Linked DNA regions of Danio rerio: region 1 is linked to region 2. The links are chromatin contacts, called in public Hi-C maps. All regions are on one chromosome and are shown on one strand. The core of a region is the stretch at or near the end of the contact, and the rest is flanking DNA. Distances in the headings are between cores, read along the strand shown. Region 1 holds the start of calcrla (calcitonin receptor-like a). Region 2 holds the start of si:dkey-10c21.1.

Region 1 (5,218 bases), core at 2,149-4,648, 150 kb before region 2:
CACATATTACAGTCATGTATATAATTAACACAATTAATAGATTTTAATCAGGCCTTCAGATATGTAAGCATTCTACATATTTTAAATGTAAAACATAATTAACTACTCTTTTCTGGTGAAAGATAGGACACTTAAATGCAAATTCCTCTGCATTATAAATACTCATATCTTGTCTTTGTTCACAATGCCACTTATGAATCTATTTAATACTGAGTATTTATGCTTTTTTATAAACAGTTGTTGAGGTTTCTATATACTTTTTCATCTTTATGTAAAATTGTTCTGGTGCATACTAATTTGTTTTCTTCTTTGCACTCCATATATATCAGTTTTCATTCTTCTCATTGTTTGAAATAACTTTTATATATATATATATATATATATATACACAGTTGAAGTCAGAAGTATATGCCCCCCTTTAAATTGTATTTCTTTTTTAGATGTTTCCCAGATGATGTTTAACAGAGCAAGGACACTTTCACAGTATTTCTGATAATATTCTTTCTCCTGGAGAAAATCTTATTTGTTTTATTTCAGCTAGAATAAAAGCAGTTTTTTATTTTTGAAAAAAACATTTTAAGGTCAATATTATTAGCCCCTTTGGGCTATGTATATATTGGATTTGCCTAATAACCCTATCCTGCCAAGTTAACCCAATTAACCCAGTTAAGCCTTTAAATGTCACTTTAAGCTGTATAGAAATGTTTTGAAAAATATCTAGTAAAAGATTTACTGTCATCATGGCGAAGATAAAATTAATCAGTTATTAGAAATGAGCCATTAAAACTATTAAGTTTAGAAAAGTGTTAAATAACCTTTCCTCCGTTAAACAGAAACTGGGGGAAAAAATAAACAAGAGGGTCAATAATTCAGGGGGGCTAATAATTCTGACCTCAACTGTATATCCAGGACGCAGTGATAAATCATCATATGTTGAGTTTATGTATTAATGTACTACATTTTGGATTTGCATGCATTTTTGACTGCATAACTAAATTACTAACATCTTTAACTTCCAGTAAGTAACATGCTATACAGTAGGACTTCTTAATACATGTGAGAAAAAAGCAAGCAGATACACACACAAAAAAAAAACCCTTCTTATATGACTTGTTCTGTTTTCTACACAAGATGGAGCTGTTACTCTTAAGAAGACATATTGGACTCCACTGACAGTGGTGAAAATGCATACTTAAATATGTACTCTTATTAAACACTTTTATTTGAATCATGTTTTGGTGGCTTTGTTACTGGTAAGGATCATTGTGTATCTTAAAGTCTGCAAGAGGAGCTTTTTAGTTTGAGGTGTCTTTAACATTTATGCACTATATAAAAAATGTAAAGCATTTGGTAAACTGCACCTATTGATAAAATGATTAAATTTTGATATAAAAATGATTAAAACAGGTTTTAAAAGAATGAAAAATATATATATATTTTTCGGTCAGTTTTTCTAATACATGCTTCGGTCCTTAATGTATTAATTTTTCATCACATCTAGTTTATTAATAAAATGTATTTAAGTTTTTTTTTTTTTTTTTTTTTTGCGTTTTGAGGGATATTAAGTGTATTCTGATCTACATTATCCTCTGATTTCAGATGTTACTGTAGGTCAGACTACAAATGTTACTAAATGCATCTAGTTTGAGTATACTTTCAGGCTACATGTAGATACAAACAACTACAAGAAAAAGTCTTGAGAACACGATGTCAGTCTGTGCTTTAGATCAGAGGTGTCCAAACTCAGTTTGGGCACCCCTTCTCTAGATCTTCCAATTTGAGACTTTTTCCTCAAATTGACTGATTGGCGGGATTACATCCTTAAGGTGGAATCAAGCGTTAATTAGGAGATCAATCTTTTGAGCACTGCAGTCCGAATGAATAAAAATTATGTAATTCTAATTATTTGCTTGCATTGTTAAGATATCAGATTATGTTTTGAAACACTTGTGTTAGGGGGAGTTTATTTATTTATTTATTGTATGTGACAATGATCATTTACAATACACTGATCTAAGAGTAATTAAAGTACAACTTAGTGCTTCACTGAAAAAAAATATTCATTGGATTTACTTTTTTTTTTTTTTTTTTTTGCTAAATGCTTGTAAACAACTTATATTAGCTGAATTTAAACAAATTCAGTTTAAATATTTTAAATATATTAATTTAATTTAATTTTGGGTGTTGGGTGGTTCGAAAGAACCAGCCCCGAGAGACTAAGGTCCAGTATTTGTCCCAAATAGCTTATTTGTCCTATTTTGACCTTATACCATCATGAATTATCAAAAAAAAAATTATTAAAAAAGCCTTTAAGACCTAAAGTAAGACCTGCAAATAAAGTCAACTCTTACTGTATTGTTGTTAAATAGAAAAAAAAACATTTTATTCTAAATCTTGGACCTTATTCTTGAAGGAAAAAATGACCAATTAAATGTTGTGAAGCACCAAAGGTGGCCCATAATAAAGTTACTTTTGTTGTTAACCAAGAATTATCAAACTACTTTTTAAAAGAGGCTAGAAAAATGGTGAAGCTCTATATTATATATATATATATATATATATATATATATATATATATATATATATATATATATATATATATATATATATATATGTGTGTGTGTGTGTGTGTGTGTGTGTGTGTGTATATACTGGCCAGTTTGTTATGTGCCTCATATCTGAAAATAGGCTACAGATTTTACTTTAAAAATTTAACAGGTTCATATTTCCCCCCTAGTGATATATAATGCAATGAAATTGTATGTTAAATATAAGAATCCTTTTTTTTCCAGATTTCTTTATTCTAAGTCTTTAGGAAATGTTTTTGGTACATCAAAAAGTTTGACCATCTCACAAACTTATTTAAAAATAAAAATAGTGCTTAAAATGCCACTAAAATGCTGTATATAAAGCTCATAATTAAATAGAAAATGAGTCACATAACTGTAGAAAGTCCACTTTTTGAGAAAAAAAAAAACAAAAAAAACAGTCCTTTTACCAGGCTAGCTATGGGCCTAATATAGCATATCATTAGGAAAAATAATCCTTAAAAATAATAAATAATATTAATGATTATTTTTTTTAATTAATTAATTATTGTAATTAATTATTTTGGTTGTTAACATCGAGATTAATGCTGCTAAAGTTTTTTTTTTTTTTTTTTTTAAATACATAGCCTATGTTACTTTGATATGTTTTTTTCGTCCTCTTTGCACCTATGCGTAACTACTTCAAATGAACGCAAAAGGGTTAATGGTAATATCAGTTGTGTTTTAAATGAGATGAAGCAGTCAGTGTACGGAGAGCTGGAGTGTGCATTGAGGCGGGGATTGGCGCTGATGATGTAACAGGAAGCCTCTACGCTGAATATGTTGCAGTCTGACAGCCGTCGTCATTCACAGTGTGCGCGGCTCGTGCGCTCTTTCATCTGGCGCTCCGATACTCTGACATCGTTTTGTGCGGTCGTGACGTCGCAGAAGGAAAGTAATGACTTGTTTGTGAATTTAAATAACAAGAAGGAGCGCTCGTTTTTTTATTTGAACATCCCCAGGACACCTTGGATTTATTCTACAGGTAAGGAAATGCTTGATACTGATGAGCGGCTGTTGAATTATGCATGTGCAGGGAATTAATTTATGAAGTGCAGCTGGAAGATCTTCAGTCAGCCGGGCTTCATATCATAATGTTGAAAAAAAATTGATGGCTGAACAGACTTCTTATAAATTACTATAAAGCTTCAATATATGCGGTAGTATATGAAACTGTCGACAGTTAAGCAGTTTGATATTTCATTACTCTTTTGTGAAAGCACACTGCAGAAATATGATTCGTGAGTACATTGTTTGCATGCATTAATCACAATAGTATTGATTGCATCTACAAATTGACCGTAATGTTCATTTATTTTGCATTTAGTTACTGACAAAAATACTGCTCATTGTAATATATATATATATATATATATATATATATATATATATATATATATATATATATATATATATATATATATATATATATATATATATATATATCAATACACACACACACACACACACACACATACATACACACACACATACATACATACATACATACATACATACATATATACATACATACATACATACACTACCGTTTAAAGGTTTGGAGTCAGCTCATTAAATACACAGTACAATTGTGAAATGTTATTGTATTATAAAATAACTATTCCAGTAATTTTAAAGATTAATTTTTATTATTATTATTAGTATTATTATTATTATTATAGGCCTAAATATTAATAGTAAAAAAGCAATAATGACTAAAGTAATAATTTAATTTGAAACTACATATAATAAGTAGTAAATAATTACTAAACAATTTAACTTTTTTTTTACGTTTAATAAATGCTGCCTTGATGAACAGACTAATTTGCATAAAAAAAAAACACAAAAAAAACTGACCCAAAACCTTTCATCGGTAGTGTACCTGTATGGAACAAATAAATAGGGTTATGATGGAAATCAAACGTTCAGTTTATTTAAATTAAAATTCATATCTGGTACTACTTTGTAAATTTCGAGATAGAGGTTATAAAAAAGACAAAGGAAAAATAATTGTCACAATGCACATGTAAGAATTAAATGTTACACATTATTTTAAAATTATATGCATATAATATACAAAGTGTAGGGCTGCACAATATAGCGTTTCAGCATCGACATCGCAATGTGCGCATTTGCAAAAGTCACATCGCAAAGACATGTACTGTCCAATCTGAATTATATTGACTGTAAGCTACAGAATTATTTTTAATGACTTTATTTTTATGCATTTATATGATTTATGCGATAAAAACTAATTTCTTAGACTTTTTTTGTCTTGCTTCTGGTCCAAATATCTACATTTTAAAGTGAAAACAAGATTATTTCACTTATTCCACTGGCAGATCATTTCTTTATTAGCCCTCTTGTTTGTTTTAATGGAGAGATTTTTCTACAAATTTTTAAAAATAATAGTTTTAATAACTCATTTCTTATAACAATTTTTTTGTCTCTGCCATGATGACAGTTCATAATATTTTTTCTAGTTGTTTTGCAAAATAGAAGCATAAAGTGTAATATAAAGCACTAGATTAACTAAGCCAGTTAGGTTTATTCAAGGTTCAGGCAGTGGTTTATTCTGTAGCCGATTAAACAAAATCGTTAAAGTTTGTTAAACATTTATTTTCATTCAT
Region 2 (4,864 bases), core at 2,265-4,764:
TATTGTAAATACTAGAAGATACTTTGGCAATCAATAGGTCTAAATATGCTAATATATATATATATATATATATATATATATATATATATATATAACATGTATACTAGTCTACAGAGAGCTGTCTTAACCCATCTTCCTTACCTGAATATTTGTGAACATTTGTGTTTGATAGTGTACAGTATATAAATGTGTGAACATCAACAACAAAGATTTTAAAAACTTAAAACTCAAGTTATTTTTATTTTTTTATTTTTTTAACAAAATTTATTTCATTACAATTATAACTCTTTATCAAATTCATATGGTCAGATGGATGGAAATTTACTTATTGAGCAATTTAATAAGACCATAAAGAAACAAACAATGAAAAACAGTTCTCAATAATAAAAAAAACATACTGTAAATAAAGATAGAGTTTTTGATTACTTAAAAAATGTGTTATTGCTATGTTCCCTTAATAGACTGTACATAACACCACTGTTTCCATATTTTATGCTAAACTGAGTTACACAATTCTTTGGTCCAACTATATTTAATTTTCTGTTACTTTAAACTTTACTGTAAACTTTATGCTCTCTTTTCTGGACTATTTCTTCTGCAGCATAATAAATTTACATTATATATACCATACCACACACAAGAAAAAGATCATGCTGTATTACCATTAGTAAAAACAGTGGCTACCTCTTCCCATTAAAAATTAGCAAATCAATTGCACAAGGAACATGATAAATTTTTAATCTCTTGGTCCTTGCCAAAGGGACCCTCTACCGAGATCCTACGGGAAAGGTTTGAAATGAATCAAACAGAGGATTGGTTATGTTAGATGTAATCTGATGAGCTTTCTTTAACACCTGTGTTTCATACAAATTGGATAGCCCTGATACTTTTACACCAATACTTTTTTTGCAACTGCTATTTAAAACCTTACACAGTGAGTTCTTCTGTTTTACTTTAAAAAACCAAACCAACAAATCAGGTTCAAATCGATTCTACGCAAATCATATAAAACGAAGCCATCAGAGCAAGGTTAAAAATTTGCTCTTGACATTAGAGTAGACCTATGAACTTTTTTTTCATTTGCTGCAAATTAGGTGATCTAATATTTAAAAGCGGAATTTTCATTACGTCTCCTAAACATATATAACTCGCAGTGGTTATATATAAATATGCATTAGTGGATTTTATTTTTAGTAGGTTATTTATTTAGTGTCTCTTACCTACTGTATATGACATGGGCCTATTGGTTAGAACATTTCTGCAGTGGTTTTAATGTGTCAAATTTTAAAAGTAGACTTTTCCAAAAAATAAAGAAACAATATCCAACTTAATATTAATAATAATAATAATAATAATAATAACAACAATGATTAATTATGATGATTTTAGTTATGAATTATTTCTATATGAGATTAAAATATATGTGTTACTAAGTGATTTTATGTTTAAGAATAGAATATGGATTTTTCTCAATAATATTTGTAAAAGGAAACACATGCCCTATTGTACATATATAGAAATTTAAGACATTTTAAGACTTTGTAAGACCCTGCGGACACCCTGAATAATACCTCTTTTACTATTTTTTTTTTCACAAACTTTCATTACAAGTGAGGTCATGGTTTGCTACTGGAATGATAAAAGACTGTTTCCAATGGTGAGGTACATTGTGGACCTGCAAAGACCAATTTAAAATATATAAATAAAATTGTACCCAATTCTTCAGCAAACAGCTACAGTACTCTACCAGTTATTCCATCTGCGTAACTTTTTCAATTTTGCAATGCTTGAAAAAAAGATGAATTACATTTCCGTGTAGTTAACGAGCGGGCACCCCTTGCATGATTTCCATCATTAGATCTTTTTCATGCTTGAGCAAAGCCTTGACCAGCTTCTTAGCGATGCTTTCGCAATTCACACAATCAAGCAGCTTCCTCATCTTATCTTGATTGGTTGTCTTCGCTCTCACATTTGCAGTGGATTCTTTGTGCAGGTTAAGATCATCAAGAATTGGATCAATCATCTGCACATTTTGAACCAATGCACTGATGTTTGCTTTTAGAAATTTCTGACAATCTGGAAAAAAATATGTATATATAATTAATATAATACAAAAGATATATATATTTTGATTTATCTATACAATTATAAATTAAAAATGTTATATATGTGTATATTTTTAAATATGTCATAAATAATTAACCTTGTATTGATCTGTCACCAGTTTCTCCTCCTCCCCAGTCTCTTTCATCTTTCTGGTCTGAAAATTTAGAAGAAAAACACGTTTATTTTGACACTATTAGTAGTAGTAGCAGCAGTAGTAGTAATAGTTTCATGCGATTTTATTCAATATAAAAAAATGTTTCATAGCTTCAGTCAATTTATGTATAGCACTTCTAACTTACTTGTAATTACACTTACAGTCTGATCCGCCACGTGTAGTCGTTGTTGTATTAATTACAACGGGCCCTGTACTTGAACCTGCTATGGTAGGTGCATATACATGACTGCCCTTGGATGCAGAGATGTTGCCTGTTTACATAAAATATTTGTCAAATTGTGTTCATTTCTAATCCCATAATGTCCTCAATAAATATAAATAAATCCCACAAACATGTTATTTGGGTGCCTGATGCCTTGAGACTTGGACTTCCATTCATGTCTGCAGTCACTGGAAAAGACAAGAACATATACAGTATTTAATTTAGCTTAATGCATTATTCAGCAGTTAACATAAAATATTTGAAGTTGGATTTCAGCTGTAGCCATTGACAAATGTATAACCTAAATCTTATTTTTTATTAAGCCAAAATAATTGTATTTTTATGGCTTATAGGTTTAAGGCCTATAGTTTCCAAAGATTACTATACATTTTAACAGTAAGGCTTGTAGACACCATTTAATTCATGTTTGATGTAAACGTAGCTTATTCCACGTGTTGAACTTGAACTTGAATCTGCTTTTCCATGGTGACAATTGTGAACATGTAGCCTACATCAATTGGGCGTATTCATCCATTCAAAAACTGCCTAACATCTAAGGTTTCCCATGTGATCTTTAAGAAAACATTTTTTCATTTTCTGTGCATACACACCAGCTAAAATAAGCCACATGCATTTTATGAACTGTAATTAACGAAGTAGCCCACACTATTATAGTGTGCACGCATTTGCAACTTACCCGAAGTGTCCACTGTTATGATCCACTCTCTCAGCTTAGGAAAACTTTCATTTACATCATCTTCTTTTAGTAACTCCAGAAATGACCGACACGTACTTTCACCCTTTCCAATGAGTAAATCCAAAAGGTGGATAACTATTATCCTAGAAGAACTCAGGGACATCAGATCGTTGTACTCCTCAGTTTTTATTATCCCTTTTGACTGAACATGCTGCAATAAATGAGTCGCATCCAAACTAAGCCATTTGATGAGATTAGGTTTGTTGGTCACGATGTTCTCCATTTTCTACAACAGCTTGCACGCAAAAGAAAAAGCTTCCGGTTTCGCTTTCGCTTCGTGCATTTAGTACGAATGCATTTAGTAGTAGTCTACCGCTGGGAGGCGATTATGTCAAATAAAGGAAGTGGTCAGACCATGAATATCCTTTCTTTTCTCACCGACAGTTGGGTAACTTTTAAAACCAGAACCCCGTTTATAAAGCGTGCACTTTTTCTTACAGAGAGAGATTATAAATCTGGGTTTTGACTTGTCTTGTTTATATGGTAAATAAATAATCAGGGTGTATTTATAACGGTGAGATTATGAATGTAAGTGTGTGTATGATGCTTGTGCAGCCGTTTGTATTTTTCATCTTATTTAAAAGTGTTCCACCTATAAAATGCACCGCTAAAGCAATTAGATACCTGTTGTCTAAAAATGACAAGTTGACATTTACCTAAAGACATGAATAAGCATTTGTAACAAAGTTTACTTTTTACGTTTATAGTTATGCTTTTATTCATGATCTCCTTAATTATTTTAAAGGAATTATTCGTCCAAAAAGAACGACACAGCACCAGGGGTGGACTGGCCATCTGGCAATTCTGGCAAATGCCAGAAGGGCCGGACCATTTTTTAAATGTGGGCCGGTCAGCTATTTTTTAATTTTTTTATTTTTTCATATGTATTGTTTTTTAAATGTAGGCAGCTTTTATCTCGTGCGAGATGTGAATAATATGATGATGATGGTGATAATAGTAAGAATAATAGTACATGTTAAGCATTGGTCAATCAGCAATAACCGGCTGGTTTCGAGATGGGCCGACCCAATCTGAGGTTACGCAGACATAATCAAAATTTGGCAAGAATGTCAAACAAACAGTAAGTGCAACACAAGCTAATTGACAGAGATGGACCATAAAAAGAGAAAGGCAGTCAAGTCAGACATTGCCAAATACATAAAATTAACTGAACTAGTCTCGAAATGGGGCAGTGCAGTGGCACAGTAGGTAGTGCTGTCGCCTCACAGCAAGAAAGTCGCTGGTTTGAGCCTCATCTGGGTCAGTTGGTGTTTCTGTGTGGAGTTTGCATGTTCGCGTGAGTTTCCTTCTGGTTTCCTTCACAAGTCACATGCTATAGGTGAATTCGGTAGGCCAATAGGGAATTGGGTAACCCATTAATGGGTTGCAGCTTTGAGGACATCCCCTGTATAAAACATATGCAGGATAAGTTGGCGATACCCAGATTAATAAAGGGACTAAGCCGAAAAGAAAATGAATGAGATGATTGCATATATGAATGGGTTGTTTTTGTTTCAGTCACATACATTAAATGTTTAAATATCTCTTAAATAGGTACTGCTTATATAATTTTACCATCTGTACACCAATATAAGTAGTGAATGTGTGTGTCCTTGGGTGGTGC

Evidence for each region. Hi-C and Micro-C count contacts between places; a contact is called where the count stands out from the background.
Region 1: a contact with region 2 is called in a Hi-C map of hematopoietic stem cells, with 4 times the contacts expected there. The contact joins the promoter of calcrla here to the promoter of si:dkey-10c21.1 in region 2. A contact is called at or near these places in 5 of 18 Hi-C or Micro-C datasets (caudal fin, embryo, fibroblasts and 2 more) and 1 of 4 datasets of contacts at active chromatin or transcription factors (caudal fin).

The regions. Positions count from the first base shown.
Region 1 is chr9:44,148,783-44,154,000 of GRCz12tu, reverse strand. It overlaps calcrla (calcitonin receptor-like a), which reads left to right and starts at 3,398. Exons shown (of 15, transcript NM_001004010.2): 1 at 3,398-3,573. It overlaps tfpia (tissue factor pathway inhibitor a), which reads left to right. Exons shown (of 7, transcript NM_182872.2): 7 at 1-1,228.
Region 2 is chr9:43,999,094-44,003,957 of GRCz12tu, reverse strand. It overlaps si:dkey-10c21.1, which reads right to left and starts at 3,514. Exons shown (of 5, transcript XM_073912327.1): 1 at 3,181-3,514; 2 at 2,615-2,671; 3 at 2,406-2,532; 4 at 2,204-2,260; 5 at 228-2,076. The coding sequence starts at 3,463. The coding sequence ends at 2,248.